5 separate regions of the Mus musculus genome follow, and all the other regions are linked to region 5. The links are chromatin contacts, called in public HiChIP or PLAC-seq and promoter capture Hi-C maps. All regions are on one chromosome and are shown on one strand. The core of a region is the stretch at or near the end of the contact, and the rest is flanking DNA. Distances in the headings are between cores, read along the strand shown.

Region 1 (4,635 bases), core at 1,087-3,586, 560 kb before region 5:
GGTAGAAACGTGTGCCCAAGCTTTCCTTGTCTTTGTGCTGAGTTTCCTAGTTAAGGATAGCTGGCATCAGCAAACAGATGAGACAAGCGAGCTCTACAGAGGTACACAATTATCCCAATGCTCAGGAGGCTGAGTCAGGAGGCTCTGGGGTTCAAGGCCAGCCTGGGTTATATAGTGAGACTGTGAGCATCTTGGAAGAAATGGAGGAAGAGAGGAACGGGAGAGAGGGAAAAAGAAGTAAGGAAAGAGAGAAGGGAGGGGAAAGGAGACAGAAGGAGAAAGGCAGGAAGGAAGGAAGAAAGGAAGGAAGGAAGGAAGGAAGGAAGGAAGGAAGGAAGGAAGGAAGGAAGGGGGAAGAATGAAGAGGAAGACATAGGAGGGGGAGAAAGGAAAGAGTAAAGGGAATTATGGGGAAGAAATAGAAGGAAGGAGAGAGGAAATGAAGGAGGATAGAAAGAAGAGAGAAGGAGGAAGAGGAAGAAAAGTAGGAGAGGGAGAAGAGGAAAAAGAGGAGGAGGAGGAAATGAAGGAGAAGAAAAGAAGAAGGAGGAGGAGGAGAAAGAGAAGGAGGAGGAGGAGGAGAAGGAGGAGAAGAAGAAGGAGAAGGAGAAGGAGAAGGAGAAGGAGGAGGAGGAGGAGGAGGAGGAGGAGGAGGAGGAGGAGAAGAAGAAGAAGAAGAAGAAGAAGAAGAAGAAGAAGAAGAAGAAGAAGAAGAAGAAGAAGAAGAAGAAGAAGAAGAAGAAGAAGAAGAAGAAGAAGAAGAAGAAGAAGAAGAAGAAACACAAGAGCACCAAGACAAGAGAACCAAAAATTAGCCCAGGTCCACCTAAGCCACCTGCCTTTGATCTCCCACCCCCACCTCCGCCAATGCTGTCATCTCTGCAGACTCCTCTATGCCCTGTACTGTATAAGACATCTGATAAGACATCTTTAACTCACCCCTCTGCACCACCCCCTACAAGAGAAAGACTCTAGGACCTATGGCCTAGACTTTTTCTTCTAACCAACTATGACCTGTATACAGCAAGCAACCATCTCCCTCTCCTGTCCTACAGTACTCCACATACACTCAGGAGTCTGAGAATGACATAATCTTTCTCTGACCTACACTTCACATTCCTTAAAGCCTTACAGGATCTCCATATGCTCAGGGACAGGGTGGCCAGGGCACTGATCGCAAGCTTTCCTGGAGGGCTCTCTGCTGGTTCAGCATAGGCTGCCCCCTTCTGGCCAGTAGAGGAATAGCATCATCAAGCCTTCCCAGAGCCTCCAAGAGAATCAGTTTCCAGATGCAAGTGAGAGCATTGGACAGGTGGTGAACAAGCAAGAAGGAGAATACTGAGTTAATAGTCACCTGCACAGAGCTCCCACCTCCATGTTCCCTACCAGGCACCTAAGACCCAGTATGACCTCTGTTGGACACTGTGCCTTGCTCAGGGGCGGTGCAAAGCTGTGCTCGTGGCCCTTACAGAACCAACCAACACCTTATGCAAGGATCATCTTTGAGCCCTAGGGAGACACTAAATACATGGCTCTCACTCCCAAGCCACTCGCCTGACCTCAGCCCCTTGGTCTCTGCAACCATAGACCCATAGATCCAACACCCTTTCCCAGGCTTCAAACAGATGGCTAAGACCTGTCTCAACCATGATGAACTAGATCGTATGTCAAGGTCTCTAATCTGTTCCTAAAATGCCCCCACGGTACCATGTCTATCCTATTCTCTCTCCCAGACAATTCTGCTCGCAGACCTTGAACTCTATAGGCAGACTCCCTTAGCCCCATCAACCTACCTAACCCAGTTTTGGGTAAAGCCTGTCTCTAGCCAGGCTTGGGGGTGTTGGGGTGTCTGCAGGACCAGGGTGGGAGCTGAGGCGCGGGACAGCTGGCCTGTGTCCCCACACTGGGCCTGGGGCCCAGGCAGAGGGGCGGGGGCCTGGCTACTCCAGCCTTGGCTAGGGCTGGGATTTTTTGGCCGGGCTGCCTGGGCCCTCCCTCCTGCTTCCTCTCCAGAGGGCTGTCCTGGCAAAGGCCCCCCTTGCACTTTCTGGCGGGAACAGGGCCAGGAGCAAGCAAACAGCTACAGAGGGAAAGCGGGAAAGCGATGGGGGGGGGGGGGGGCAGAGCACGCGCGCGTCAGTGTGTGTGTGTGTGTGTGTGTGTGTGTGTGTGTGTGTGTGTGTGTGCAGGAAAATAGACCCATAGTCGAGGCAGATTCAGCCTAGGAGGCTTGCAAGTCTGGCCTTTCGTAATTGCCCCCTCCCCCGCGGCCCCCTCCCCCAGCTCCCCCTCCTCCCGCCCTCCTCTCACCCGCCCTCTCTCCCTCCCTCCTTCCCTCACAGCAGCCTACCAGGCAGCAATTACGCTTTGGGGATAAAACGAGGCGCTGAGAGCAGGCTGGGGCAGTCCTCCCCGAGATGGCGGGTCTGACAGCGGTAGTCCCGCAGCCTGGCGTCTTGCTGATCCTCTTGCTCAACCTCCTCCATCCCGCGCAGCCTGGAGGTAAGGGGCCCCTCGCCGGTCCCACGCTGCCCCTCGCTGGTCCCACGCTGTCCACAATCTGCGGGACCCTGCCGGCCAGGTGGCAAGACTGATGGGGAATCCCGGAGATGGATGAGCCCTTCAGCTCCAGATCCCCCCTCCTCGAGACAGGGAGGGTTCTGGGAACTGTCTCCTCTTGGGAGCCAGCTCCGTGTTAGGGGTCCTGTCAAAGCTACACTCCCGCCAGTCAGGATGGTCCCTACCTCCTGTCCAAGCTCGAAGGGGTCCTCTGAGTCACCTGAGTACTTTCCAGTGGTGGTGGCAGTTTGCATACCTGTGCACACCTGTGTACATACCAGCCTGGGGAGAGACAATCCTGGTTTGTCTTTGCTTGGAGATGTTCGGATTCTGTGTGTGTGTGTGTGTGTGTGTGTGTGTGTGTGTGTGTGTGTGTGTATGCGCCCGTGTGTGTTTCATACTATGTTGCACAGGTGTCAGTGTGAGGTTCTAGCCAAGCATGTCCCTGAAGGAAATGTGTCTGGGATGGTATGAAGGTCTGTTCACAAGTCCGTTCCTAGACAGATGGAGGTACAGGGAGGCAAACCGTGAAGTTGTGTGATGGGATCTGCCAAAGTCCAACACCCAGCTGGGCGTGGTGAGCCACACCTGTGACCCCCAACATGTAAGTTCAAAGCCAACCAGACCCCGTCTCAAGAGCAACCAGGAGGGTTGAGGACGTCCCTGTTGATGGAAGGCATGCTAAACATTCTCAAAGCTCTGAGTAAACTAGGTGGGCGTGGTGACACATACCTGTGTGGTGGTCATCGGAGGATCAGGAATTCAAGACATCATTGGCTACCTAGTGAGCCATTTGGGTTCTATCAGGCTGTCTTAAAAAAAAAATGTCCTAAAGACGTCTGGTGCCCAGGTGTAGGACGTCACTGTGTGTGTGTGAGCGTGAGCGAGTCCATGCCTGTATGAGGGTTTGCTGAGATGGAATACAGGCCAGAGCGTGAGCTGGGGAAAGTGCCCATCTCCTGGCAATCAGGACATGGCTGGTATCAGAGGCTGAGCCTCAAGGTATCCTTTTGGTCATCTGATATGTATCCTGACCGGGCATGTTGGGTTATGGGGAGGAAGGAGTCTGCTCCCAGATGAAAGGTGCATCCAGCTGTGGGGAAAGAGGTGTGAACCTATGAACCATCTGCTGGGGTCTGGTTTCCCTAAGAGACCTCATTGTTGTGGGAACCTGAACTTGGACTGGGGACAGGAGGCTACAGGGCGGGGTTGGACAGGGCTGTGGTCAGAGACTGAATAAGAACAGCATCTGTCCCATGAGACTTACTTGCTGGGGGCTAGGAGCCCACTGTAGAACAAGAGTTCCAGGGCTGGAACGAGACTGAGGTTTGTGGGTACCAACGGGAGGACCCATTAAAGAGCAGTGTCTCTGGGTCACCTGACCCTCCTGCCCCAGATGTGGTCTCGTAACATTTGCCCACCCTTCTCCCTGGATGGTTATACTAGTTCATCATAAAGAAACTGTTTATCTTTACAAATAGGGAAGCTGAAGTTAGGCATGAAAAACCACACCTGACACAGGATGCTATCGAGTCGAGGGCAGCCTGAGCTATAGTGAGATCTTGTCTCAGTATCATCTACAAGCAGGCTAGAGGCGTGGCTCGCCTAGGAGAGTTCTCATTTGCACACTCGGAGCTCTGCATTCTATCCCCAGCACCACATTAAACCAGAGGTGGTGGCTCATGCCTGTGGTCCCAGCTCTCAGGAGGAGGAAGCAGAAAAGTTAGGAGTTCAAGGTCATGCTTAACTGTATAGGGAGTTCAAGGCTAGCCTAGGCTACATAACCCAGTTCTTGAAAGGTACAGAATTAGAGTCTGGGATAGGCTAAAGCTGTCCCTGGAAGCTAATATCAACTAGCTTTCTGCCCTGGGGGGAGGTGCCAGGGAATATTAGGAAGATACAGCCCTGGGGCGGAGTCTTCCTTTAAGGACAGAACAATCCCTCCTCCCTTGCAGCCTGGGTGATATCACTCCATATTCAGTTGCCATTATTCCCTATGACGAGAAACCTAAACTCTGTCCCAGGTGGTCAGAGTCACCGGGTTCAAGTAAGAGGCATGTGAATTGATGCCTTTCA
Region 2 (4,437 bases), core at 1,532-4,031, 830 kb before region 5:
TTCTTCGGCCTTCACCTCTCCAATGCTGGGATTCCATGCCAGTGCCGCTACCACCACCACCCACACTGGGTCATGCCCCTTGATTCCAGAGGTGTCACTAGATAGAGTGAGCAGAAAGCACATGCGGAGTCAGGTGAACAGATATTTTTTACAAAGGAACCCTGGGAATTGCCCACCACCCTGGGGAGGGTTTCCATTTCACACGTTGAGGGAGTAGGGGCAGCTCATGGGATCTTTGCTCTTGGGGGCTGCTGCCACCTTCAGGCCAAAGGTGGTACTGCTTCGCTTGTCTAGCTGCCTTCCCTTCAGAAGGTGGCGGCAAAGACACCCTGGCAGTGACACCCCCCGCTGCCAGTGAAAGAGGGAGACAGAGAAGTATAAGGGGCTGAATGTGCCTGGAGAAGGAGGAGGAAGCTTTACCCCCAACGTGGTTTTTGAGTTGGGGATAAACCCCAGAGTCTCACACATGCACCCTATTACCAAGTCACCCCTCAGTAGGGGGAATTCTAGGCAGATGCTCTACTGCTGAGCTACACCCACAAGGTGTTTATTGTGTGCATGGATGCCTTTGGAGGTATCGGATCCTCTGGGGCTGGAAGTACACGAAGTCTTGAGCCACCGGACAAGGGTGCTGAGAACTGAACTCTGCAACAAGGGCTCAGCCACCGAGCTACCCCTGTATTACGAAGGAATGTTTTTGATATGGCATAAGGAAACACAAATGAAGAGGTAAAAAACTGTAAAGCAATTTCTTTTCTTTTTAATGTATATGTGCGTTTTCCCAGATTCAGAAGAGAGGGAAAAAGAGTAACACATATATCCTATCTTTAGAATGCATCTTTTTCTTAAAAAAAGATTTATTTATTTATTATATGTAAGTACACGGTAGCTGTCTTCGGACACACCAGAAGAGGGCATCAGATCCCATTACAGACAGTTGTGAGCCACCATGTGGTTGCTGGGATTTGAACTCAGGACCTTTGGAAGAGCAGTCGGTGCTCTTAACCACTGAGCCATCTCACCAGCCCTAGAATGCATCTTCCATGTAGTTTCTGAGAAGACTTTCAATGTGATTTTGCCTCTACAGAGCTAGTTCCAGGAAAGCCAGGGCTACACAAAGAAACCCTGTCTGGGGGAAAGAGCGGGACCTAGTTCAACATAACTCAGTTCAGCTCTGTAGACCAGGTGGGCCTCAAACTCAAGAGATCTGCCTCTGCCTCCGAGTACAGGATTACAGGTGTAAACCGGGCTGGAGAGATGGCTCAGTGGTTAAGAGCACTGACTGCTCTTCCAGAGGTCCCAAGTTCAATTTCCAGCAACCATATGATGGCTCACAACCATCTGTAATGGGATCTGATGCCCTCTTTTGGAGTGTCTGAGGACAACTACAGTGTACTCGTATACATAGATTAAATAAATAAATTAATAAATAAATAAACCAAAGCACTCAGGAGGCAGAGTTTCCTCTAAATTCAAGGTCAACCTGGTCTACAGAGGATAGCTAAGGCCACACAAAACAAAAAACAAAAAACAAAAACCTCTCTACCATTATCCAATCTTAGGATGCTGAGATGCTCAAGTCCCTTATACAAAATGCTATATTATGGGCTGGGGTATGGCTCAATGGTAGAGCATCTGCCTAGAATCCCCCAGTGAGAGGCTGGGGGCGTGGCTCAGTGGTAGAGCCCCTGCCTAGTAGAATCCCTTGGGAGGCAGATTTCTGAGTTCGAGGCCAGCCTGGTCTACAGAGTGAGGTCCAGGACAGCCAGGGCTATACAGAGAAAACCAAAAACAAATAAACAACAACAAAAGAGATGCTCAAAATCTCAAAAGTATTTTTCTATTTCCAATATGGATTGGTGGTCATTTTAGAGTCAAGCAGTGGTGTCTCACAGAGAAGCCCTATCTCAAAACAAACAAAAGTCCCTCAGCTTGGAAATGCTGAGTTCAGTTAGACTGCTTCCCAGGCACTGCGTGTTTGGGGTATACTAGTAACAGCATAAAGGTAAGATGGGATTCAAGCTATTGGTAATGAACCAGGCGGTGGAGGCGCACGCCTTTATTCCCAGCATTCAGAAGGCAGAGGTAGGTGGGTCTCTGAGTTCAAGGCCAGCCTGATCTACAGAGGATAACCGGGGTGACATAGAGAAACCCTGTCTTGAAAAACAAAACAAAACAAAACAAAACAAAAAAAATAAAATGGTAAGCATGCCTGGTTCCTTGGGTTTTTGTTTTTTTCCTCTTGAGGTGGGATAAGAATTCTGGGGGCGGGCTGGAGAGATGGCTCAGTGGGTAAGAGCACCCGACTGCTCTTCCGAAGGTCCAGAGTTCAAATCCCAGTAACCACATGGTGGCTCACAACCATCTGTAACAAGATCTGACTCCCTCTTCTGGTGTGTCTGAAGACAGCTACAGTGTACTTACATATAATAATAAATAAATCTTTAATTAAAAAAAAAAAAGAATTCTGGGGGCAGATGATTCCTTGAAGAACTAGCACAGAGTCAACCCCTCGTGGCAGGGCGGGGGGGGGGGGCGAGGGGGGGCGGAGACTAGACGAGACACTGCCTGATGCTTGGCATTACAACTAAACTAAACCTAGGTTGTCTGTTCCTCTGAGACACGGGTGGAGCGCCCCCTGGAGGCGACAGACGGCAAGAATTGGGGAAAAGGCTTGGGGCCTTCCAAGGTGTTAAGAGGGAGGTGCACTTGCTCCTTGCCCCAGGCTGTCCTCCTGTAGGTGGAGTCTGCTAGGGAGTGCCTTGCCTGGAAGGGCAAAGGGCTCTGTCTTCTAGCCTCTACCAACTGACAAGTCTCAGTCACCAGGCCTTGACTCTCTAAGCTCATAGAAAGGTAAGCGACTCCAGAGCACTCAGTAGCATTTCTGTAGGGCTGTGTGGGAACTCCTTTCTCCTCAGGAGCTTCAAACACTGTCCATTCTGCAAAGTCCCATAGTCTACTTCCCGGCTAGCCAGACTAAGGGTCTCCTTTACAAGATGCCGGCGCAGCACCCCCTGGAGGCAAAGGGTGGTAAAACTGAGTGGAAATAGCATGAGGCAGGGCAGAGGCAGGGCAGAAGGACCCAGGGTGAGGCTTCTCCTTCTGACAAGCCCCAGGTCACTGCCTCCTCATCCATCACTCCCCAACAGAACCCAGAATCCCAAGCGGCAGGAGCACTGGGGGACACCCGGGCGGAACCTTCCCTGGAGCAAGTACTGCAGGAGAGGGATGAAGCCATTGCTAAGTGAGAGAAACTCTGGGGGTGGGGGTGGGGTGGAGGAGGGGGAAGTGGGGACTCACTCCTACTAGAGGAGAGGAAGGGGGCTCCAGATATTTCCAGAAGACAGCCACTGGAACACCCCCACCCCCATCCCCCACTGCCTGTAGGAAGCGCGCGGTGGAAGAGGAGCTGGACTCCTGTCGAGCCAGGCTGCGCACAGTGGAGGCTCAGCTGCTGGAGGTCCTGCAGGAGAAACTGAAGCTGAAACAGGAGGTGGAGGCCTGGGAGGTAGGGTGGAGCCTCTGAGTCGGGAGTCTTGGAAGACGCCCCTCCGCCCCTCCGTCCCCAGGGATTGCCTCGGACCTGCTCTCTCTCCCGTGCCCAGGAAGACATGCAGCATATGGTTCGAGAGCGGGTGCGGAGTCAGCTGCAGGGAGAGCCCAGAGGCACCCTGGGAACACACGAGAACACAAGCCCGGGCAGAAGTTCCTGGATTCAACTCTCCCGGGGTCAGTGGGGGCGACGGTGGTGAAAACGGATCCAGGGCTTAAAGGGGAACTGTCTTTATTCATTAAAAGTGTTGGGCCACTTCTGTACTCCTGGACCCTCTCCGTGCCCCTGAGTTTTTCTGTGCAGAAGCAAGATGGCACAGATCCCAAGCCTAGAGTCCCCTGGCTGCTCTTCCAAGGAGCTACTTCTTAAGCCAAGAAGCTGGTGACAGCATCCATGAAGTCTTGGGGTTTGTCGCTGTGGACCCAGTGGCCAGCGTTAGGCACGGTCTGAATCTGGGCTTGAGGGAAGAGTCGCCTAATCTCTGAGTGGTGGCTGGGTCTGGCCGCCATAGTGAAGCCAATGGAGAGGGAAGACAATGGAGAGGTGTGGGGAGAGGGAGAAAGGGAGAGAGAGAGAACAGGAGAGAGAGATGTGCATGAGCCTTCATGCGCAGTGGTATTGCCAGGCTCCCAGATACCCCGCCTCCCCTAGCCCACGCAGGCTCCCATAGCTGGTGGTGGGCAAAGCATGCCCCTTCCTATGGTCCCACACCGGCTTACTGTACATATGTAGAATTTCCACCAAGCAGGAAGAGAGTTGGCCCCGAGTAGGGTTCACGTTGCTGAGGAAAGGTCATTATCTTGTCCAAGTGCTGAGCTAACGTATCCAAGTTCAGTCTCCAGGAGAATCGCCCACCCACCTCTACCAGGTTAGTGAGCAGGAAC
Region 3 (4,412 bases), core at 845-3,344, 920 kb before region 5:
TCAGAATCCCACTCAAGAGAATTTAATAGTCTGGCTCTTTGGCGGGTGGGGGACACGGCACTCTCCACCCTAGGGAGCTGCAGTTTAGGGAGTGCCCTCAGACCCTCCACGTGCTCTTTCTCTAAAACCGCTTCCCTTCTGTCTGCCCAAGGTCTGAGCTGGAAAGCCCTCTAAACCTGCCCAAGTGGAATGTATGGCCGAAGCAGGAAGCCTGAGTTGGGAGTGGTCGGGAAACGGGAGACCCTTTGGGGGAACATGGGGACCCAAGGCTTCTTGTGGCTCGTGCCTGTAGTTCCAGCACTTGGAAGGCCAGAGCAGAATTCCAGGCCAGCCTCGGTTTTACAGTGAGTTCCAGGCTAGCTTAGTCTACAGTGTGGGACTCAATAAGAGAAAGAGAGTGAGGGATATTCTCCCTCTCCTTTAATCGGAAGTCTTTGATAATTAAAGCACTGCCCCAGTGTGAGCTGCTTCTGGTGTTCTGAGACCTTAGATGGCCCCTTCCCAGGCAGTCTCATGATGTCCAAGGGCGGGGGAGGGGCAACGGGACAGGGAATTTGAACTTTCCACATTGGTCTCAGCGCCCTGAACTATCAGGTTGCAACATGACCTGGGCTTGAGGCCAGAACTTGTGGGCCAAGGTTACTCTGCCTCCAGCCAATGGGGTCGCGTGGCTCTGCCGCCACGAGGTGGGCCACGCTCTTCCGCAATTCCCACCCCAGCTCCAGGTCCCCTGTGGGGCTGCAGGTGCCGGTCTACAGCCAGCGGTTCTACGAAGGGGAGGAGGCTCGCTGAAGAAGCGTGATATTTACAGAGAAGAAAGATCAAGGCCGGCCGATCCCCCTTTCTCTCCTACTGTTTTCGGTTGATAATTTATCCTCTTCCCACTGCTCCCGGGAACTTTGCTCCAGGGCACTGGGCCAAGACCCCAGTTCGCGCCCTCCTCGGGGACACATAGGTGGGGCTGAAGCTGGGTGCGGCCCCGGAGGTCTGAGCCGTAGTTACAGGGTTCCTGGCTGCCTTGCAGCCTCTTACCGGGTTCGGGGAGACCAGGTTTTCCCTACCCGACCTAGGGTGGACTGCAGCACCCTCTGCTGGCTCTGGGCAGGTGCTGGGCACCGTCTTCCCGCCAACCTTGACGTAGCGTTCTAAATCAGACACGGTGGCTCATGCCTGTAATCCCCGTATTTGGGAGGCCGAGATGGGAGTCCAGCCTGGGCTACCTAGCTCAATGCCAGCCTGAACTTTAGAGTGAGACTCTGGCTCACCAAACTAAATCAAGCCAAAATAAATGGTGTCTGGGCAAGTGAGCAAGAAACTGTTTCCATGTAAGTGGACACTGCCTATGAGGGCGACCACGGGATAACTGCAGCGTGCAGGGAAGAGTGGGACTTTGCAGGGACTGCTGAGGATGAACGAAACAGTCCAGGCATACCACGAGTGGAGGGAGGCAGTGGACGGGATGGGTTATAGTCTGAGGAGTGTGAAAGACACCTGGCATTTAAGTGCAAAAGCAGAAGAATCAAAGAGCGGGGGCCCAACCGTAGAAGGCCCTGCAAAGGTGGAGACAAAGGTGGAGGACAGGACAGTGGCGCCACAAGCAAGTGATGGGACACAAATGATTCATGAGGGTCCGTGGGTTGCGCAGGACCAGGCGAGGAAGATAATGCCTAAGTTGTGTCCAGCGTCCCCCGTAGCAGTTTGGGACAGGAGCCCCAGTGCGCGGTCCCACCACGGAAAGCTGGGACTCAGGCTCCCCGGTCCGCCCTCACCTGTAAGCCAGGCTCAAGCACTCGAAGAGGTGGGTGAGTGTCGGATCGATGCTGCGCGGCCCGAAGTCGGCGAGCCCCACGGGCCCCTCCTGGTCGCGTCGCCGGGTCAGCGAGTCGCTGTGCGGCGAAGACACCATGAAGTGTCCGCTGTGGATGACCTGTGATCGATGCAGGCCACCCGCGCTGCGCCGGGGACTCGGATCCTCCAAGTCCGTATCCGAGTCCGAGTCCGGGCTAGGGACGACCCGGGGGACCTGCAAGTTCACGGATAGATCCGCCAGCGCGCGCGCCATGGCCACTATTGTCGCCAACTCTCGGGCGCTCTGGAGAGCGCTTAACGTAGCCAGCTGCGCCTAATTACCATGGCCACGCCCCTGTTCTCCTGATAGGTCCTTGTGGTGGGCGTGGCCCTTAGTTGGCAGGTGATGTTTAAATTAGCATAACCAGTGAGCGTGGTGTGAAACCACTGATCCTGGAGCTTTGGCGGTGCTTCGCCTTTCTTTCTGTTGAGAGCACTTTTTAGTCTCTACTTTTCAGGTTTCAGAAAGTCTGGCTGGGGCTGGGACTGGGCTGGGGCTGGCTAGCGTGCACAAAGCCTTGGGTTCGATCCTCCGAACCACAGACACTAGCATGGGGGTGATTCTGTAAGTGTAACACTCGGGAGGTGGAGACAGACAGACAGATAGACAGACAGACAGACAGGAAAGAAATAAAGAAAGAAAGAAAGAAAGAAAGAGAGAGAGAGAGAGAGAGAGAAAGAAAGAGACAAAAAAAAAAATCCCAAACAACAAACAAGACCGCTAGCCGGTAAAAGCCTTTGCCACCAGGCTTGAGGACAAGAGTTCAAACCCTAGGACCCACATGTTGGAAGAAAATACTCGATTTTTAAAATTTGACCTCTGAGATCCATATGTATTCCTAGACACATAAACACTAGATAGATAGATGGAGAGAGAGAGAGAGATAGGATAGATAGATAGATAGATAGATAGATAGATAAGATAGATAGATGGATAACCAGAAATTCAGGGTCATCCTCTGCTTCATAGTGAGTTCAGTAAATCGCTTGCCTGCCTTCTTCACTTTCCCAGGGTCCTGTGCGGTTGAACCCCAATGCTTGCTTGTACCCAGGCGCTCTTATGATTGTCCTATGCCTCTACAGCAAAGTTCAGAAGTGGACTCTAAGAGTTCACCTTCTCTAGATCACCTCCCTGCACTCGGGCTTTCTCCTCGGGAAGTTCTCTCACCAGCCCTGAAGCCTAGCTTCTTTCTGTTCCTGCTTTTCTTCCTTTCCTTTTTTCTTTCTTTCTTTCTTTTTCTATTTTTGTTTTGTTGTTTTTCTAGGTAGGGTTTCTCTGTGTACTCCAGGCTGTCCTAGAACTCATTCTGTAGACCAGGCTGGCCTGGAACTCAGAGATCTGCCTGCCCCTGCCTTGGGAGCACGGGGATTAAATGCACGCACCTCCACCACCACCCAGAGATATGGAACTTTCCATGGAGAGTAGAATTTAAATTTTATGGTCTTCTTGTCTCTGCTTCCACAGCGATGGGAGTTTTATAGACAAGCTTATCTTTCTAGATATTGCTGAGGTCCTCAAAGACTTTCTCGGGGCCTGGGAGACAGAATGGAGATGCAGATGAAGCTGTTTGGAGAGCAACCGATGGTTGGGGGGTGAGATGAAGTAGAGTCACCCTCCATCCTTCCACCCCACTCAGACATAGCTAACCTTTCCACTGGGACAGGAGGCTTGGGGAACACTGCTGGGGAAGCTAGGGGTCCCTAAAGCAATTTTTCAACCACATCTAGACATCTAGATCAGGCTTTGAGATGTTTGGCTTTGTTGTCATTCCGGTGTGGTGTGCCTCAGACAAGAGTTTGTTTGTTTGTGCCCTGCTGGGGATTGAACCCAGGATTTTGCTGAGGTTATGCCAGGGCTATGCAAAGAGAAACCCTGTCTTGTAAAAAAAAAAAAAAACAAAAAAACAAAAACAAAGGAACAAAAAAAAAAACACCAAACCAAACCAAACAACAAACAAACAAACAAAAATCACCACCACAACCCCAACGCCCACTCCCAACAACAACAACAACAGGAAATAGTTTCCAGTCTCAGGCCGGGCCTGTAGTTCAGTTGGTAGAGAACTTGCCCAGCATTTAGGAAGCTGTGGGTTCTATCCCCAACTCTGCCTAAACCAGGTGTGGCATTGCATGCTTGTAATCTCAGCTCCAGAAAGATAGAGGCAGAGGATCAGAGTCCAAAGTCATGCTTGGCTACATAGCAAGTTTGAGGCTAGCCTGGGCTACATAGTGAGACACCCCCCCCCACCTCCACCATCCCTCCAAAATAAAACACAGCCTGTGAGATGGCTCAGTGGGTGAGGGTGCTTGCTGCCAAGCCTGATGACCAATCCTTGGACCCCACATGGTAGAAGAAGAACTCTCACAAGTTGTTGACAGACTTTACTGTTGGCACCTGCTCTCTCTCTCTCTCTCTCCTTCTCTCTCTCTCTCTCTCTCTCACACACACAAATGAATGAATAAAATAAGTGTAAAACAAAGCCAAAACAAAAACATCAAAATAAATGAAAACAAACAAATGCAAGAATTCTTCAAACTTTTGATTTCGTCCTCGGGTGGCAACG
Region 4 (4,763 bases), core at 148-2,647, 710 kb before region 5:
TGGCTGCATAGGCTTGACATTTGACCTCGGCCTCCTATGGCCTCCATGCCTTCCTGCCTCCAAGTCAGGAGGGGATGGGGTTTCCCTCTTGTCTTGTTACCTTTGCTTTCCAATTTCTGTGCCTGGTAGGGTTGGGAGGTTCTACTTGCGCAATTCTTAAAAGTTAAAAAGAAAAGTGAGGTTGAAGGGCTGGAGAGATGGCTCAGAGGTTAAGAGCACTGACTACTTTTCTAGAGGATCTGGGTTCAAATCTCAGCAACCACATGGCAACTCACAGTCATCTGTAACTCCAGTTCCAGGGGATCAGGGACCCTCTTTTGATGTTCCCTGGTAGCAGGCACACATGTGGTGCACAGACATACAAGCGTACATTTATTCATTGGCTGTATTTTGTGTGTATGTGTGTGTGACACACGCAAATGCAGAGGTCAGAGGACAACCTACAACTTTCAGGAGTCAGTTCTCACCATATACCACGTGGGCTCCTTGGTTCTCAAACTTGGTCACCAGTCTTGGTCACAGGCACTTTACCCACTGAGCCAAGTCCCCAGCCTTGGGCAGTTCTGGATATATAGCTTGTTTGGAGAGTATAGCTGCAGCCTTCCTCCCCTGCCCCCCTGCTCAGGGCAGGTTCAGGTCCTGGGCTATGCTGTTAGCAGGAGTTGCTGGTTATGTCTGCAGTGTGACCCTGGGGCTCCTTTTAGAGACCCTCCTGGAAACCTTCTGGAGCCTCTCTGCTTCCACTGCACTACTTCATTCAATCAGTGTGTGTGTGCGTGTGTATGTGTGTGTGCGTGTGTGTATGTGTGTGTGTGTATGAGACAAGCTGGTCTTGAATTTATTCTGTAGCTGAGGATGACCTTGAACTTGTAATCCTGCTGCTTCCAATTCTCAAATGCTGGGATTACAAGCATGAGCTATGTAGACAGTGCTAGGAATCAAACCTAGTGCTTCAGGCATGCCAGGCAAGCGCTCTGCCAATCGAGATACACCCTCAGTTTAAGTTACCTGCGCTCTGAGAGTAACTTATCCTTCCTCTCCACTGGGACTCAGTTTTGGCTGGTCTCTGGCTTATATAGCCCTGGGCAGGTCAGCCTTAGTTCTTACTTCCATCACAGGGCTCAGTTAACATCTGCAACTTAGCATTTGTGGATCTTGAAGCTTCCTTGAACCAGGGATCAGAGTTCTGTAATTAGGGGGTTCTAGAAGGACCCCCCCCCAAGTCTAAATAGAATAGAGAAATTCAAGCCTAGCCTTCAGGTCCCTGTTGCAGCAGCTGGATCCTGCAGCCATTCTTGTTCACAATGTGCACATCTGGGGTGATGTACTCCTCACCCACCCCCAGCCCAGGCTCACATCTGGAGACCAAAGCTGGCTCGCTGGCTAAACACAGAGCATCTGGATGTGAAGAGCTGTTTCTGGGTTAACACGGCCCATCTGGGCCCCTGGCTGCTGCTCCGCCCCGTCTCCACAGCGGAATGCTGGCTGCACATCTGGACGGCTGGAACCCGTGTCCAGCTGGGTCAGGAGCCGTGTCTGCCACCATCACCCCCCCTTCTCTGTCTGCTTGAGGTTGTGGTAGGGGATCTGTATTCAGAGAGTTCCCCAGACTGTCTATAAGGCACTGGTCTCTGGGTTTTGCCTGATGGGCTTACCTTGGCAACAGATTCATCCTAACATACTCTGTACACATGTCCCTTGTCCCAGATTGGTGACAGCTGCCACTCTACACCAGCCCACCCTAGGGAGGGTGTTGGCATGTCTTGAAAGAGCCTCTGGGGCCACTGGAGTGCCTGTCTGCATGCCCTCTCTCAGGGTTCCACCAACTGGAAGGCAAGGGTCTCTGCCTTGGGTCTCTGCCTTGGAGCCCAACTCACGGGAACAACCCTGAGCCTAGCCCTCTACACCAACTTCCATGCTTGGCTAGAGGGAGCCGGTAGTCTTCCCAGAACCCTGCGACTCACATGAGGGCAGCCTGGGTCAAAAAGACAACTAGAGGGAACTGGGCTAGCCTGTGGAAAGGATGACTACCCAAGAGGTGAGGGACCTCCTGACATCGCACAACTGGATTTTTTTTTTCAATGAGAAGGGTCTTTCTCATGTAGCCCAGGCTGGCCTCAAATTCCTTATGTAACTGGGCCTGATTCCCGATCCTCATGTATACTAGGCAAACACACCACTGACCAAGCCACACCTTCCTCAGCCCCTCAACTGACTCACGTTTAGCTCAGTAGCTGATAACTATTTTTTAAAATTACATTTATGTATGTATGTATGTATGTATGTATGTATGTATGTATGTGTGTGCAATGCTTAGTGTACGTGTGGAGGGCAGAGGATCACTTGCAGAGGTCAGTTCTCTCCTTCCACCACATGGGTCCCGGGGGTCAAACTGAGGTCATCTGGCTTGGCAGCAAGCCACTTTAGCTACTGAGCCATCTTGCTTAGGCCCTAACCCTTCAGACTTCAGGCTACCATCAAGAGCTAAAGCACTTGGGACTCCAAAGTTACCACGAAGGGATGGATCCATGTGTCTCTGTCACTAATATGGCAGATGTTATGTTCTGTATTAGCATATATTAAATCCATAGTAATGAGTTTCATTAGGCCATCTTCATATGTATGTGTAATGCATTTTGATTAAAGTCACCCCAACACTGTCTCTTGCCCCCACCTACTCCTGTTGATCCCCCCTCGGATTCCCAACTGGTCCCTCTTCTATTTTCCCACCTCTTATGTGTGTGTGTGTGTGTGTGTGTGTGTGAGACCCTGTGAGTTCAATTCAAGTTGCTTACAGGAGCCTGGTTATTTACCAGAGTGGCTGCACCACTGAAAGGAATCTCTCTCCCTACCCCCAGTAACCGATCATGCTTATAGATCTCTGGAGAGGGTTGGGGCCCTGTGAGTCCCTCCCACACCCTTGGTGGAAGGCATGAAGGCCTGGTCTTGTGCAGTTGAGTTCAGAAGTATAACAGTCATGGCATGCCTGGAAGACAGCATCTCAGAGCCCTTTACGCTTTCCTCTGCTCTTCCATCCTCTTCGGAGTCTGTTCATACTATCATCCTATTTTGGACGGAGCAGTCAACAGGCAAAGGTTACCCTTGCAGGGAACCAAAGATGTTAGACAACTTTTAAAGGTCAATCTTTGGAGCTTTCATTCTGAGAGTTCTGTGGAGGGAGCACGTCGTGTGTGCATGTGTGTGTGTGTGTGTGTGTGTGTGTGTGTGTGTGTGTGTGTGCATGTGTGTGCATGCAAACATAGGGTGGGAGGACAGATGTTTGATGAGAATGGTGGATGAGTGGGTAGGCACAAGGAAACCCCCCCCCACCACCACCACCAACTCCCTTCCCCAGAGTCCAGAGCCTGCCTGCTTTGAATGGCCCCTGTTCTGGTACTGGCTTACAGCATCCTCAGCCTGGGATGTATTCTCTAAGCCTGGTGATACTGCATCCTGTGGTCCAGGCTTATCACAGCATCACTGGCTCCGATTGAAAGGAATTCTTTACAGCTGCAGCCTCTAGCCTGGGGGCCCTGGAGCAGCAAAGCAGCTGAAAGCAAAAGCCTTCTCCTGCCCCTCCCTGGCCACGGAAAATGTGAGCTAACCAACACATGAGTTGGAGACAGTTGTGAATAATAATGGACATGGGCAAGGATTTTTTTTTTATCTTAATTCATCTATCTTTCATGTGTATGCATGTGTGGTATGCATGGCTTTGTTTAGTTTGGTTTTCTTGCAGATGGTGGGCACACACATGTAGTTGGGTACATGTGTGTTGATGTCAGGGTTCTTCTGCAGCTGCTTTTCACTCCATGTATTAAGATAGGGTTCCATTCCCTGGGAGCTGGAGAGATGGCTCACCAGTTAAGAGCACGGGTTGCTCTTCCAGAGGACCTGGGTTCAATTCTCAGCACCCACACGATGGCTCCAGTCTGTTAACTCCAGTTCCAAGGACATCTGACGCCCTCTTCTGGCCTCCACAGGTACTGCACACACGTGGTGCACAGAATTTCGTGCAACAAGATGCCCACACACATAAAATAAAATAAAATAAAATAAAATAAAATGGAAACAAACACACCTTGAACAAAACAGGGCATTCCACTTGAACCCAGATCCTGAGGGTTTGGCTAAGCCTAACTAGCCAATTTACCCTGGAGACACCCCCTGTTTCTGTCTCCAGAGTGTTAGCTAGTATTCTTTCTGCCAAGTGCTGAGATTACAGACTCGAGCCACCACACCCAGGAATTAGAATCCATAACATCGCTAGGCAGTGGTGGCACACGCCTTTAATCCCAGCTCTTGGGAGGCAGAGGCAGGTGGATTTCTGAGTTCGAGGCCAGCCTGGTCTACAGAGTGAGTTCCAGGACAGCCAGGGCTACACAGAGAAACCCTGTCTCAAAAAAAAAAAAATTCCATAACATCACCTCCTACATACTGCCCCCAGTGCCTTTGGCAGGAGAGTCACTCATCACCCCTATTTTCTGGTTATGGAAACTGAGGCTCCACAGAAGCAATCATTTGATCACATGGCTGACAAGTGTCCCAGGCAGGGACACAGGTCAGTTCGAGCCCTCTCAGAGAGCTCCTACCTAGTACTCGCTATCACGAGGGCTGGGAGGAGGCCCCGTCTCCTTCTCATATCCTCTCCCCTCCCATGTTCCTCCTGTAGTGGGAATTACTACCCTGAGCTTGGCATGGTGGCCAGTGCCTGTATTCCCACCCCTCTGGAAGCTGAGGCAGGAGGATCAAATGTTTGAGGA
Region 5 (4,705 bases), core at 1,688-4,187:
GTGCCTGTATAGGCCAGAAAAAAAAAATTTCACACACATCCCCTGGATCTGGAGTTCCAAGGGGCTGTGAGCTCCTTGACATGGGTTCTCAGAGGGATGCTTTGTTCCTCTGCAAGGGCAGCAGGCACTCTCAAGTGCTGAGCCCACTCCCCAGCACCTCCATTTATGTTTTATAAACAAAGAGGTCTTATTTAATTAGGTTCTCGTAGAAAACAATTAACAGGTATAAAACTTACAGTGAACAGTGCCCGTGTTTGAAAACAGCTACAAGGCTCAAAGGAGAACACAGGATTGTAATAAGCAGAGTGACAGAACATACTAAAGAGCTTTGTATAGTCAGCTCCCTGGAACTTAAGTATTGATTCTTTTAAAAAGAATTTATTTATTTTATGTATATGAATACACTGTCTCTGTCTTCAGACACACCAGAAGAAGGCATCAGATCCCATTACAGATGGCTGTGAGCCACCATGTGGTTGCTGGGATTTGAACTCAGGACCTCTGGGAAGAGCAGTCAGTGCTCTCAGCTGCTGAGCCATCTCTCCAGCTCTTACCTATTGATTTTTGCTTCATGCTGCCCCACTGGCTGATTGAGCTCCTCAGAGCTCAAGCAGCTGCTACTCTGAACTGAGCACAACATTTCAAACATCTGGAACTCTTGGTTACAGCACATCTGGGCTGTGGACCACAATCAGGGTGTCTCTAACTTGCCTATGTGACAGGTGACATCACAGTGCACAGACAAAAAAAGAAAAAAAAAAACCAACAACACCTGGGAGCAACCAATGCACCAGCATCTTGGGGTATAAACGAAGACTTCAGATTCTTTAGACAAATAGTTATCGGCATCTATACTACAACGTCTGGACAGCATCATTGCCTTTGTTATGTCTCTCACAGTGAAGCCAACTCAAATGTATCCACAAGCTGTCCTTTCGGGGCTGTAATGTTCTAGCGAGAGCCAGCAGGTCTGTAAGACCTCGAAGCACCCTCCAAACACCACTGTTATTAAAAAGTCTCTCAGAACAAGTGGCTCCTACAGCAGCAAGCACTGAAGAGCCTGGCTGCCCAGAGGAGCAGCCAGGCCACCTGAGGGCAGTGGTGGGGTACTCTGTCAGGCCCCTCCATCCCCCCATTAAAATCTTTGTGTGTGTGGGTGGGAGGGAGTGTTTTCCCTGCATGGTTGTGTGCACCGTGTGCGTGCCTGGGGATGGAGGAGGCTGGGAAGGATAGTGGGTGCCCTAGAAATGGATTTATAGGTGGTGGTGGTCCTGAATTTACACATGGGTGCTGGGAATTGAACCTCGGTCCTCTGTAAGAGCAGTAAACGCTTTTTTTTTTTTTTTTTTTTGAATGTTTTTTGAAACAGGGTCTCTCCGTGTAGCCCTGGCTGTGCTGGAACTTGCTCTGTAGACCAGGCTGGCCTCGAACTCACAGGAATCTGCCTGTTGTACGACACCATGTCCGGCCTGCAGTACAAGCTCTTAACTGCCATCTCTTCAGCCGCCTCCCTTCCATTTTCTTTCTTTCTTTTATCCTGTAACTCTCTGAAATCCTCCTGCCTCAGTATCCCCAGTGCTGGGCTGACAGACACATTTGAGTTACCACACTAGGCTTGAGTTCTGTTATTTTGTTTTTATTTTACTTTGGAAGGAATTCTTTTTCTGACTTGCATTGTATTTTAAAGGATGAGTTTTCCTGTATCTCAATAAAGCGGCTATAATTTATTTAGTGACAAGGTCCCACTGTGTAGCCCCAGCAGGCCTGGAACTTGCTATATATAGGCAGTCCTTGAACTCTCAGATCCATTTGAAGGCCACCGTTGCCGGCTCATTCTGGTTCTCTGTGCTGAAATAAGTACATTCTAGAATAATGTTTTGGGTGCAATAGGTTAAATACATTACTATAGTGAATTTTAATTTGTAAAAATTTACTTTAAATTTTAAAGTTACTAAACATTTTAAACGTTTTAAAATAAATTAAAATTTTTTTGAGCCAGGCGATGGTGGCGCACACCTTCAATCCCAACACTTGGGAGGCAGAGGCAGGCGGATTTCTGAGTTTGAGGCCAGCCTGGTCTACAGAGTGAGTTCCAGGACAGCCAGGGCTACACAGAGAAACCCTGTCTGGAAAAAAAAATTTTTTTTTTGATTGTTGTACTAGTTGTTATGGCCATAGGCCACCTTGTACTCTCAACCAGACCAGACACAAGCCACATTTTGGAGGCTGGGCCCTTTCTTCCGTTCTCTTCATCGACCTAAACCACTGGCTGCCACAAACACCAAACGCCCCCATAATCCTGGAGCCAACAAGCAAAGCCAGCCGCCGAAGGTGGAGCCAGAGCGCCGTTGCTAGGCAACCGCGATGGCCCCGCCCCTTCCCCTAACCAATCAAGGGTTTCTAAACACAGCGCAGGTACGTCAGGTGGCGCGTGACCTCGGCACGCACCGGGCGCAGCTTTCCCCGCCTCCTCGCCCCGTCACAACCAATCGAAAGCGAGATTTTGGTGCGCGCCTGGCGTGCGAAAGTCGCCTAACCCCACGTCTTCCCCGCCCCGCCCCCCACTCTTCACGGCCCGATCGCGGTAGGGAAAATGGGGGTCGGCGCTGACCACCGGGCGCCCGAAGGTCCCGCCACGCACCCCGAGAGATCGCTCTGCCCCGGCGGGGACTCCCGGAAGCGGAAGTTGTGAGGGAAGCGGCGGCGGGATACGCACCTGAGGGCCCTGCTTTGCGGGCCGCGCCGGGGGTCTGGAGCCTGGCTTGCGCGTGCGCAGCGGCTCTGCGCCGGCGACCGCAGCTCGGGGGCCGCGGGCGCCTCCTCTCCGCTCCCTTCCTGTTTTTCGTTTTTATTATTTTTTCTCCCTCTTTTTTATTTTATTTTTTGTCTTTGTTTGCTTCCTGGAAGGAAGGTCGGCTTCCCGCGCGTGGCCGAAGCACCCCCGGTGGGGACGGCCACTTCCGGTGCGCTGCAGGACGGCTTCCGCGAGGCCGCCGGCCGGGCTGCGTGGCGTGCACGTGGCTTCGCGCCTTCCCTGGATGTGCATGGCCGTTCTGGATAGATAGAGATATTTTAAAATGTGGTTGTGCGTGCACGTGGAAGCGGAGAGGTCACCCCACGTGTTACTCAGGCACCCACTCCCCCCACCCCCCGCGACAGAGTTTTTCTTGTAGCCCTGGCTAGCCTGCGTTGTAGACCAGGCTGGCCTCGGACTCAGAGTCCACTGCCTCTGCTTCCCGAGTGCTGGGATTAAAGGCGTGCGCCATCACACCACCTACCTTTTAGGACATTGCATTTCCTTTAAAACTAATTTTTGTGCCTGTGTCAGTTCTATGTTCTTGTGTTTGCGTGGCTGCATGTCTCGGGAGCTATTCGTAAAGCACCATCTGTTGTAAGTATTTTGCCACCCTGTTTATATGCACCACGGGGAGGCCAGAAGAGGTCACAGTATCCCCTGGACCAGGAGTTTCAGACGGTATGGATGCGGGAACTGATCAAGTGTTCTTAACCACGGAGCCATCCCTCCAGCCCCACTTTACAAGGGTTCCAGTTTTATTTGTTTGTTTGCTTTAAAATATACTGGAAAGGGGGTTGGAGCAGTGGCTCAGCTGTTAAGAGCTGATAAGTGTGCTTTCAGAAGACCAGTGTCTGTGTCAAGCACAGCACACGTGCCTGTAACTCGCATTTCCAAAGGATTGGAATCCTTTGGCCTCTGTATGCACCCACACCCGCTTAAAAAAAATAAAATATTTAAAAAATACTTTTAAAGATTTGTTGCTTGGTGTACATGCCATTAATACTAGCATTCACAAGGAAGAAATAGGCAAATCTCTCTGAGTTTGAGGCCAGCCATGACTACATATAAGATCCTGTCCCAAAATAAAATGAGAACACTTTGTTCATATCAGGAAAGGCTGTGTAGCTTCCGACATAGTTTGTATTTGCTCGTGTTCTTGAGCTGGCTCCAATAAATCCTTTCCTCCCAGGTCACAAGTGGGTCACTGATTGCTAGATCCTATGGTGTTCGTCCAGCCTGAAAATCTCTTGCTCTGGCTACTTGTCAAAATCAGGTCACTCACCCTTGCAATGTGGCCTTTTAGGGCACAGTGCTTGGTGGCTGTTCTGGCTCCCACTCAATCTCCTTTCTTCCCACTCTCAGATTGCCATGACGTTTCCTACTTTCTGTCTCCAAGCTCTGCTGTCTGCCCTCAGTCCTTGACTTACTTAGTTTTAGGATTATTAAATAACATTTCCGTGTTGGGTGGTAGTACAGGCCATTAATCCCAGCACTCTGGAGGCAAAGGCAGGGGGATCTCAGAGTTCAAGGCCAGCATGGTCTACAGAATAAGTTCCTCGATAGCCAAAGATATGCAGAGAAACCCTGTCTCAAAAAGCATAACAATAACAACAAAACAAAAAAAAAAAGGCCCCCAAAACATTTACAGGATTTACAGGTCTTCAGTCTAGACCAGTCCTCTGAACTGGAGATCTGTGTAGCCAGAGTCTGTTTTGAAATCTCCACTCTCGAGATGACCAGCCTCAGGAGGACAACATGGCGCACCCTCTCCCTAGTCTTCTCCTCCTCCCTATCTCAAGGTCACAGGTTTCAGCCTACAATACTCGGATCCCATGGGATGGGAGCAGGTGCTGGAGGGCCTGCTTCATTTCCTGACAGGAAGCAGAGGAAGGAAGAGGGAGGGAGAGG

Evidence for each region. Promoter capture Hi-C pulls out the DNA fragments that hold promoters and counts their contacts. HiChIP or PLAC-seq counts read pairs in DNA pulled down with a chosen protein or histone mark.
Region 1: a promoter capture Hi-C map of stem cell-derived epiblast-like cells shows a contact between it and region 5, with 2.4 times the contacts expected there. The contact joins the promoter of Eln here to the promoter of Gtf2ird2 in region 5. A contact is called at or near these places in 6 of 39 promoter capture datasets (cranial neural crest, embryonic stem cells, hippocampal neurons and 3 more) and 3 of 115 datasets of contacts at active chromatin or transcription factors (embryonic stem cells, epiblast stem cells and stem cell-derived neural progenitor cells).
Region 2: a contact with region 5 is called in a promoter capture Hi-C map of second pharyngeal arch cranial neural crest. The contact joins the promoter of Abhd11os here to the promoter of Gtf2ird2 in region 5. A contact is called at or near these places in 6 of 39 promoter capture datasets (cranial neural crest, frontonasal cranial neural crest, hippocampal neurons and 3 more), 5 of 484 Hi-C or Micro-C datasets (CD4 T cells, embryonic stem cells, erythroblasts and 2 more) and 5 of 115 datasets of contacts at active chromatin or transcription factors (cardiomyocytes, forebrain, memory CD8 T cells and 2 more).
Region 3: a FOXA1 HiChIP or PLAC-seq map of pancreatic cancer cells shows a contact between it and region 5. The contact joins the promoter of Mlxipl here to the promoter of Gtf2ird2 in region 5. A contact is called at or near these places in 3 of 39 promoter capture datasets (cranial neural crest, frontonasal cranial neural crest and pre-B cells) and 1 of 115 datasets of contacts at active chromatin or transcription factors (pancreatic cancer cells).
Region 4: a contact with region 5 is called in a promoter capture Hi-C map of cranial neural crest. The contact joins the enhancer-like site here to the promoter of Gtf2ird2 in region 5. A contact is called at or near these places in 2 of 39 promoter capture datasets (cranial neural crest and hippocampal neurons), 1 of 484 Hi-C or Micro-C datasets (embryonic stem cells) and 2 of 115 datasets of contacts at active chromatin or transcription factors (epiblast stem cells and stem cell-derived neural progenitor cells).

What each region holds. Positions count from the first base shown.
Region 1 is chr5:134,745,024-134,749,658 of GRCm38.p6, reverse strand. It overlaps Eln (elastin), which reads left to right and starts at 2,336. Exons shown (of 37, transcript NM_007925.4): 1 at 2,336-2,502. The coding sequence starts at 2,418. Gm30003 (a long non-coding RNA gene) reads right to left here and starts at 3,947. Exons shown (of 4, transcript XR_868587.3): 1 at 2,351-3,947.
Region 2 is chr5:135,011,501-135,015,937 of GRCm38.p6, reverse strand. It overlaps Abhd11os (abhydrolase domain containing 11, opposite strand), which reads left to right and starts at 2,781. Exons shown (of 4, transcript NR_026688.1): 1 at 2,781-2,853; 2 at 3,150-3,244; 3 at 3,388-3,508; 4 at 3,606-3,816. It overlaps Abhd11 (abhydrolase domain containing 11), which reads right to left. Exons shown (of 6, transcript NM_145215.2): 5 at 4,273-4,437; 6 at 3,763-4,051. The coding sequence ends at 3,919.
Region 3 is chr5:135,104,573-135,108,984 of GRCm38.p6, reverse strand. It overlaps Mlxipl (MLX interacting protein-like), which reads right to left and starts at 2,094. Exons shown (of 17, transcript NM_021455.5): 1 at 1,770-2,094. The coding sequence starts at 2,062.
Region 4 is chr5:134,892,130-134,896,892 of GRCm38.p6, reverse strand. No RefSeq gene overlaps it. Among named protein-coding and RNA genes, the nearest start is that of Tmem270, 12 kb to the left of the region's middle. Within about 2 kb of position 1,397, at least 18 of the 459 cell types and tissues checked have an H3K27ac peak or open chromatin away from gene starts, as enhancers often do.
Region 5 is chr5:134,182,270-134,186,974 of GRCm38.p6, reverse strand. Gtf2ird2 (GTF2I repeat domain containing 2) reads right to left here and starts at 2,937. Exons shown (of 16, transcript NM_053266.1): 1 at 2,717-2,937.